2 separate regions of the Mus musculus genome follow, and region 2 is linked to region 1. A link is a contact called in public Hi-C data. All regions are on one chromosome and are shown on one strand. The core of a region is the stretch at or near the end of the contact, and the rest is flanking DNA. Distances in the headings are between cores, read along the strand shown.

Region 1 (4,702 bases), core at 812-3,311:
ATCTACTCTGTTTTCAAGTATGGAGCCATATGGACAGCTCAAGTTTGCTCATGGAATGTGGGCTTAGCTTGGATCTGAGGCTTATTCATGTCTCAGAAAGTTTGCTGTGGTCTGTGGCAGGACAGAGACTAGAGTACTGCATTAAGAAGTAATTATTTTTTTTTGCCTTTTTTATTAGATATTTTCTTTATTTACATTTCAAATGCTATCCCGAAAGTTCCCTATACCCTCCCCCTTCCCTGCTCCCCTACCCACCCACTCCCACTTCTTGGCCCTGGCGTTCCCCTGTACTGGGGCATATAAAGTTGCAAGACCAAGGGGCCTCTCCTCCCAATGATGGGCAACTAGGCCATCTTCTGCTACATATGCAGCTAGAGACATGAGCTCCGGGGGTACTGGTTAGTTCATATTGTTGCATGGGGGAGGGGTTCCTTTCCCCTGGATTATATAAAAGAATAGAATCTAGAGCTATTTAAATCTACCTCAAGAGAGAGGGTATTCAGAAGAAAGGGAATCCATCAGAAGAAACTGGACATGGAAAAGACCATCTGAGAACAGTAAGTGGGAACGGGCCAGCTGGCTATAGCACACTAGTGAAATAAAAACTTGGGGAGAAGGAGAGAAGCTAAACATACCTCTTGCCAGATGGTGGGTGCCTTCCCAAAATAGGCTTTGACTAAGAAGGAGTGGAGTAATCTACCCTTGAAATGAAAATTTAAATGACATATATTGTCTGCTTTTGGACATACTACTTTATCAATTGACAGGTTTCCATTTTAACTTGTTCTTAGAGCTGTCTATCTGTTTGAGTAGTAAAGTGTTGATAATCAGAAAAGTCTACTAACACTCTATATCCTGAAAAGGAAGGAGACAAAACAAAGTGGGTTTTGTCTACATTTTGTGTTTTGTCTCATTTTTTGGACATAATTTTCACATGCTGATTTTCATTTGGATTACTGAATTTATTTCAATGATACTTTATCAAATACTTACTATACACATTGTTATAAATGGATGAATACAGTAGATAATTTAGAATCATAAAACTTTGCTTTGGATGCCAGCTTTCCTTTATTTAACTTTTAATTTTATACCAAAAGACTAAACTTCTATGAATTTAGTAGTTTTCATGTTGTTTGAGAACAACTCAAGATTCTTTGGAGTATTATATGTCAGCAACTCTGGTAACTATGTGTAGAGAGTACAATAAATGATTTCTTTGTTGGTATTTTTAAAGAGCTTTAAAGCACAAGACATGTGTTTGCACTGGGATATCATTTCATTGCAATTTTGAACAAGTTCTTTCTTGTCTTCAGAGGCATTACTTTTTAAATGCACCCAAGAGGCAGTCTGTGGGCTGGCCTCCACGGTCACACAAACACACACACGGAATAGCAGTAGTCATCAGTCATAGGAATACTGGTTAGCCACAATGACACACACCTCTAAAGCAGATACTCAAAATGAAAATTTAGAAAGTTATCTTTATAAATGGATGTCTTATAATAATGACTAGATGTTGAGCAGTGACCAAAATAGTCTGATCTTGCACCTTTTTGGCGTCCAAAGAATGTAGGCTCAGCACATTCCAAACCTCAAGTGGCTTTTTCCAGGCCGTCCAAAACCCTGTTTGGGTGAAAAACTACTTGTATTTTGGTGAAGGATTAGCCTTGAGTGTCTACTGATTTTCTTCCACATTTAAGAGCCTGGGGAATGACGTGGTAGACATTAAGATGACTAATACAGACTTTCTATGCTTATGGAACTAGACAGTGAACAGAGTAAATACAGCATGGATGATCACAGAAAAAAAAAAAAAAACAAAAACAAAAACAAAAAAAACAAAAAAAAAAAACAAAAAAAAAAAACCCCAGGTATTAAACTCTAGCCCCCAGATAGGGATGGGAGGTGACAGGGGGCATAAAACAAAATGCCACAGAAGTTCTAAAAAGATCAGGCAATCCCAATTAAAACCAATCACCTCAGCCTTTCACCTCAGGCATTGTAATTACATGGTCTTCTGACCCCCTTCCCACCTCCATGTGCTGTGTGCTGTGGATGACATCATTCTTTGGCAGCATTCACAGCAAAGAAATGCTGGACTCTTTCTGACCTGACTGAATGCTTTGCAGATCTCAGGCCCATTTTTTTTTCACTCTTTGCCATCTCCACACACATTTTTTTTATCAAATTGTGACAAGAAACATAGACCACAATTTATGTACCTCATTAATTTCTTATAGACACCTGCAGTAATTTCCTTCCATTTATGTTCATTCAGACTTTTTCTGATTCCTCATCTTTTCCTTAAACTGTTTATTCTCAATCTGTGCTGGAGACTAGGGGAGTTATTTTCAAGTCATAATGTAGCTAGTTATATATAGTTTATAACTTCGAGAAGTTTAACCCCATCCTCATTATTTGACATTTCTTCACATGGAATTTAATTAACTAGTAATCAGGGTACATTTCCATTTGTATTTCCATAGCATCCTAAATTTCATCACTTGTCTTTTATGTAGAGAATTAATTCTGTACTTTCATCACCTTCCTACAAATGTCCTTTATTGGGTAAAAGTATTCAGAAGGAATCCAGTTTTAAATGCTTCTTTTCTTCCAAGCAATCATCCTCCATCTTTTTTCTCTATATTTAGAACAACTCAACAAAAATATAACTGTCTCCAAAGGCAGGAGACCATACCATGTATACTCAGTGGCAATGTACAGATCTCTCCTTAAATGTGCTTACAAACTTCAGGCACAATTCAAAGGATGGCCTGTAAATGCCATTTCCATAGAGCTCATCAACACCAATGTCTCCTCCCACACATGTTTTATGATGACCATCTTTTCAATAATATACTCCTCTAGTGGCCTTAACTTTGCAAGAAAAGTAAATGTAGTGATTGGAGTGGGCAAAGCTCTGACACTTCCTCTCTCTGTCCTCTCTCACCCACCTCCTGGCAGTGTTTCTCTTAGCTATACTCTGTGGCTTTCGTAACAGCATACCCCTTGAGATTTGTTGTCTTCTGTATTTTCCTCCTTAATTTCTATGTTGATTACTTTTCTTTACATGATTTCAATGATGGACTTTAAGGTTTAGACCTTAGCAATATTATATTTACATTTTCTTCGTGTGTGTGTGTGTGTGTGTGTGTGTGTGTGTGTATGTGCACGTGCACCTGCAGAGGTTAAAAAACAGTGTTAAATTCTCTAGAGCTGAAGTTATAGGACAATGGCTGCTACCTGGTGTGGGTGCTCAGAACTGAACTTGGTCCTTTGCCAGAGCAGCAAGTACTCCTAACTTTTGAGTACTCTCTCCAGTCCCCTTGTTTTCTATTAACAGTCTCTCTCTTCATAATTTCATCTGACATGATAACTTCAAACATTATCTGTAAGTGAATATCTTTTAAATTAATATTTGAATATGCAGATGTGTAACACCACATGTGAGCTGCTTCGATAAAACAAAAAAGGAGCTATTTATTACACATTGAAGCTCTAGAGAACAGACATGCTACACATAGATAGTTTTGACTTGTAAGTAATTTGATGTCCATTCCATTATTAAATAGAAGTCCGTGAAGAAACTATTTTCGGGGTGAGTAAAGGAAGTGAGGATGTTGAGTTATCCATGGACTGCCACTAAAAGAAAGCCATTACCTCCCATTAGCTTTGGGCCAGCATGTGGAATCAGGGCCACCTAAACATAGAATTCAAGCATCAAAGCAGAGAAAATGTTGAAAAGAGATATCCCACACAAACCCAAAAGATTTTCTCTCATACAAACTCTCTCTTCATCTCTTGATGACGCACTAGAGTGTTTCATTTCCCAAATGTTACCAACAGTCCAAGAACTGATACAGTCCATAGCATGAGACACCACAATGGGTAAAGATAAAGAACAAATCTCAGGGGGTAAAAGAAACAAAACTCAGCATTATTAGTCTATAAGCCCAAGTGGAAAACTAGTCTAATTTCCAGACCTTGTCATCATTTCAATTAAATGTACATACTTCTTCCCCATAATAGAGCAAAGTAAACATCTTTTCTGTTTGAGATGTAGTTTCAAATGCATGAGGCTTCTGGTCTCTGTCCCATCACAGAAAGAATTGGAAGCTATCAAGCCATTTGGCAAAGAAACTGAGAAAACTTCTAACACATCAGTTCTTAGATCTCTCCAATGTCAGATTTCATGGAGAAAAACCTCTGAAACTGAAGAGAGAAGTATGAAGATATTGAGACTCTCAAATTACCATGGGAGAAGTCTATGAACACCATTTTCCATATGAATCAGTGCTAGAGTATGAAAATATAAACTCTAATAGAAGACATCATGGAGAATTGGTATAAATGCTTGAAAGGGTCCAGCATATAAAAAGCTACCTTGCCTATTTATAAAGATATAAATTATTTATGGTCTTTCTAGAAAACATAGTAGCAAAAAGACAGTGACAAAAATATTACAGAAAACACACTATTAAATAAAAACACCAGTGCCAAGAGTAAACTATCAGTCTACATGCTCGCTAGGAAGGTCTCTGAGGTCCCAGCAGGTTATCAGAAGATCAAGCTAGAATTAGACTGGAAACTGCCTAGCTTCTTGCTAACCCAGTCATCATAGTGCCAAAGGTGGTGTGTATATTGCTGAGCAATAGCTGTCATCACTAACCTTGTTCAGCTATGGATTCTGTGTGCAAAC
Region 2 (4,702 bases), core at 897-3,396, 91 kb after region 1:
AAAAGTTCAAAGTCAAATGTTTGGTCTTTTGCAAGAGAATCTTTCTGGCACTGGACAATATGCCTCTAAAATGAGGAAATTAGAAAATTTGCCAAAGCATTGCATCTAGTTTCCGAGGTGTCATCCTATACATTCTGTCAGTGAGAGCCATACTCTCCATCCGAGAGAGGAACTTGATGTCTTCCTTTCTGACTCTAAACCTGTATCAACTTTCATTTATACATGGCCACTCTTGTGTATAACTTTATTCTAGATTAAGGTCTTTCCCAAGTGCAAAATCCCTTTGGAAAACCCTGTTAAATGATAGCAATCTAAATGGTTCAGCCAGAATCACTCAGACTTATCAGCAATGTAACAATAAGTCAGGACAATATGCTGTCTGAACAATGTGATCCACTCATTATTCTCCTGTGATGGTTTTCATGCCAACCTTCATTTTATCAGCCACAAAGAAATAAAATGTGTTTTAAACTAAACTAATATTTGTTTCTTCTCATTAGTTTTAAAATTAATTTGAATCTGTAAGCCTAATACCTTTTGATATCAGTAAAATGTACTTCTTTCTGGAGATCCCACAGGGCCCCTCTTCTCTAGGTTTATGACTACTGCATATCTGACTAATAAATATATATGTTATCACAGAGGTATTTGCTTCAGTAGATAATCATGTAACTTTCAGAAATAATTTCACAATCTTAAAGTAGTTACTCTTCAATAAGGCAACTATTCAGTCAATAAATGCCATTCTGTGTGATCACCAGGGTGGCTGCCAAGTGAGGTGACCTTAAAAAGTGGAGGAGAACTAAAGGAAGAGAGGGTGGGTATCCAGAATAAAACCAAACATTTTACAACAGGAGGCTCTCAGGGAGACTGGCTAGGTTCCATAGAAGCCCATTCATATCTGGAAGTCTTTATCATTGTTTTAAGGCTGGAAATCAATGACTACTATCCTCTTGAGAGTCTGAAACCTGAAACAAGAATATTTCTCTAAGCACCTTTGCAAATGTACTTAATTTTCCGTGAGAACTCACTGTCTTGAACTGGCTCCTGGAATTCAAGGCAAGGGTAGGAAGTCGAATCCAATAAATGAATAACTTTCAGGAACTTCAAACTTGATTATTTCTGATGGCTCTTCCTTGTTTAAAAAAAAAAACAAAAAAACAAAAAAAAACAAAAAAACAAAAAACAAAAAACAGGTAGGGTAGTTTGCACTTAGGTAACTCTTTGAAAGAGGAGACCAAGAGCATACAGCCTGTGTACGCTGATGAGCCTCATTCTATATCTTGTTGGCTCAGAGTGCCTTTGTTTGGAATCTTGCCCCTGGTCGAGGGTCAGCTAACTAAAGAGGGAATGAGATTCAAATTCTTTAATTAGTTTCTCAGTGATTCTCTACAGTTGGCAATGAAGGAAATACTTTCTGGGAGATCAGGTTCTTACCCTGAAAGTTTGGATACTTGAAAGACCAAGATCATTTTCAGCCCATTGTTCTAGCCTGCCTCTGAACTGGGTTTTCTGCTAAAGTCTTTGGAGCCAAATTTTTATTTCATCCTCACAACCATGGCTCAGAGGCACCAATAAGCATGCCTCATGAATGCACAAAGGCCTGTCATCTTACCAGCACTTAACATAGTACATTCGTGGAGCTACTTGAAAGGCAAACAGGTTTTGTTTGTGAATATTGTGAATGAACATTGCAATAGACTGTACACATATCTTGGCATGTTCAGAGGTCAAGTCCTCCAAAAATTTTCCCCCAGAGTGAGGGCAGCTCACCAACTATGCTGAAGCTTTCTTAGAAGTCGGTACTGTGAGTAGGGGAGGATTCAGACAAGCATCTTTGGAATGACCACGCCCTATCCTAACAATAGGTGCTAATTTCCACTGTCCATGTTGTCCCTTTAAACGCTGACCATTTAGCCTGGCACAAAGGCAGCATACAGAAAGACATGACTCCATTGATATAGTTGTATGCTAAGTAAAACATTCTTCCAAAGGCACAGAACACGTGACTCCAGTGCCATCTTCCGAGTAGGACACTGCATACTTGAACAAAAGCCACAAAGAAGTGATCATGCCTTTCCAGCTTATGCAGCAGCTGGAATGTATCTGACAGGGACCCCACCCTGGCCTTGTTAGTGAGTCATGGTCCTTCCTCCTTGGGGAGGACTTGCCCGGCTTCCTGATAGAGGAGAAGGCCATATATGGAGACATCTCTTCTCTTGCCTCTGGGTGGAGAAATGGAACAGAAAGAAAGTTCAAATCTTGTATTGATGTCTACTCTTACAAAAATATTCTTTTGAGCAGTTTGACTTTCCTGTATAAAGCCATATTAAACACACTTCACTTCAGACATTTAGTTGAAAGAAAAACATCTGCTTTCTGAGGGTTATTAAAGTTCTACCTTCAGCCTTCCAAGTCTGGGGAAAGACAACTTTGGGAGGAAACAGTCTCTGATTTGGTGCATCAAATGGCTCTCAGAGTAAAGGTTGGATACACACCGTGTTCACCCAAAATAGGAAGCCAACATTAAGGAGGAAATCAAGAGTAGAGAAAACATGTAAAACTGATTTTTTTTTTTACACTCTTGGGAAAGGCTCTTTAGTCTTTTTTGCATTACTGGAAACATGTCTCTCCCATGAGACTCCAAAGTGATGTCCACTCTATCATGACCAGCATGTAATCAGTTCTAAGTTCTGTGAACCACCTGCTATCTCATGAGAGATTTCTCCAGCAGCCACTTGTTCGGCTGTGCTGAATACTGACATGGAACTGATGTCTTTACAATATGCTAATGCTGCATGTGCATATCTTGCAGAGTGTTAAACAGTACAGCAGTTTATTAATGCTGTTATTTGCCTCTTTTTTCAACACTGTGTGCATGCTCTGCAATGGTCAGAAGGACGGGGATTGCAGCTTAGTCATGTCCAGGCCCCACTCTTCCCCTGCATTCTCCTTATCCCCGTGCTGTGTACTTGCTGAGCACTGCAGTATTGATGACTTGGTTCATGAGGCCCTGTTGCACATGTCCACACGGGAGGCTGGCCTTTTGGCTGCGATGATGATTCCCCAGTGCCCTAATTCTGAAGCAGTGTTTGAAGTTTTCGGCTGCGTCTTTTAAGTTATTACTTCTGCCCACCCTGCCTAGGACGACTCGAAAAATAACAAATAACAACAATAAGCCTGCCTTAACACTGCCAAAAGAAACTGCCTGGGACTTTTCAGAAGCCACATTCAATTTATGAATAAATGAAATAGATCTTCTCGACCAACCATGACAATAAGCACTGGCCTACATATTCAGGGCCTGAAAGAAGTCGAGGCAATGGGCCTAATGAGAAGCAGTCAGCGAATCTAATGAGAATCAGACAGAAGGCCTAATGAGACATTTAACATGCTCTGCCTCTCCCCTCCTCTTTTGTTCAGTTTTCATGGGAATCTGTGTTTGGGGAGCTCAGTTGCACTGGCTACAAGCAGATACATATGGCTTCAGTGGGGGATCCAGGAAGCAAGAGAAAGACTAAAGATACCCGAGTATGGGCGAGTCAAACCTAGAAAATAGACGCAAATGACATGCTAATGATAAGACTTGGCTTTTATTTTTAATTGAATCCAATCCTTTCTCAGGATACCAGAGAGTCACAGGGCTATGGGCGATAGGACAATAAACGGGCAAAGATTTCAATTGCATTACATCACTGCTCAGAGGGAAAGAGCCATAAGAAAAACCAGCAGTTCTGTTTCAGCCACCTGGAGTGAAGGGGTTGCAACAGAGTGATACCTGGGATTGCCTCCTTATGAAGCCACATTCCTGGGAACAGTAGGTGGTTTCATGTGTTGATCTTGGACAGAGTTGGCAGCTAGCAAGATAGCTATCAAATTATAAGTTAGGCAGGACTGGGTGTAGGGAAGGGATATGAACCTTACTCAGTTACAGCTCAGCATATCCATTACCTGTGTTGGAGGTATGGAAAGGGTGTCCAACACACACACACACACACACACACACACACACACACACACACACACCAGAGTTCAAATGTTTACCTGATCCATGGATTTAGTAGCTTCAGAGTGTAGAATGGTTTTGAGAGAACATAGGCATGATTTCTAATTCCTCTAGCTTTCCAGCAGAGGAAATTTGCATTGGCTCTTGTTGCTTGCCTATCAAATTAACAGTCTCCTTGGATATAAATGCTCTTTGTTTTAGTTGCTTACTCAAATATATGCTTTAAGTGCAACCCTATTTCTTTCCCTAGCCATCTGTTTGTGTATTTATAACAACTCATTTTTTCTTTCTTTCTTTCTCTCCTTTTTTCTCTTTTTTTTTTTTTTTTTTTTCTTTTTGGGTTGCCAACATCCTGCTTCTTGTAGCCTACCTGTATCTGAGCAACAATCTGAAGGTAAACGATCTGACTTGCTCTTGGGTGGCTCCACCTAGTGGCCTTTAGTAGCAGCACAGTTCTCATCACAGGATTAAGAAGGTAAATTACATACACGTTGATACTGATGGGGGTTTAATAGAAGTGCACCAACATTCATTAAGTTCCAGGTAATAGGCTCAGAATTTCACAGTTTCAATATCTTTTAAACTTCATAGAAAATGTGGTTGATAACATTCTTTAAAGGTTGTTTCATAGCTGACATTCATTGAATGCCTTCCATGGGCAGAACACAGTGCTGTATGTTTTATAGGATACTGGCT

The links. Hi-C and Micro-C count contacts between places; a contact is called where the count stands out from the background.
Region 2: a Hi-C map of embryonic fibroblasts shows a contact between it and region 1, with 4 times the contacts expected there. The contact joins two enhancer-like sites. A contact is called at or near these places in 15 of 484 Hi-C or Micro-C datasets (the C2C12 cell line, adipose-derived mesenchymal stem cells, cerebral cortex and 10 more) and 1 of 115 datasets of contacts at active chromatin or transcription factors (fibro-adipogenic progenitors).

What each region holds. Positions count from the first base shown.
Region 1 is chr13:16,668,865-16,673,566 of GRCm38.p6, forward strand. No RefSeq gene overlaps it. Among named protein-coding and RNA genes, the nearest start is that of Gm31711, 410 kb to the left of the region's middle. Within about 2 kb of position 2,062, at least 35 of the 459 cell types and tissues checked have an H3K27ac peak or open chromatin away from gene starts, as enhancers often do. A contact at or near this core is called in the C2C12 cell line, adipose-derived mesenchymal stem cells, embryonic fibroblasts and 4 more, where this site is marked.
Region 2 is chr13:16,759,520-16,764,221 of GRCm38.p6, forward strand. No RefSeq gene overlaps it. Among named protein-coding and RNA genes, the nearest start is that of Gm25020, 440 kb to the right of the region's middle. Within about 2 kb of position 2,147, at least 76 of the 459 cell types and tissues checked have an H3K27ac peak or open chromatin away from gene starts, as enhancers often do. A contact at or near this core is called in the C2C12 cell line, adipose-derived mesenchymal stem cells, embryonic fibroblasts and 4 more, where this site is marked.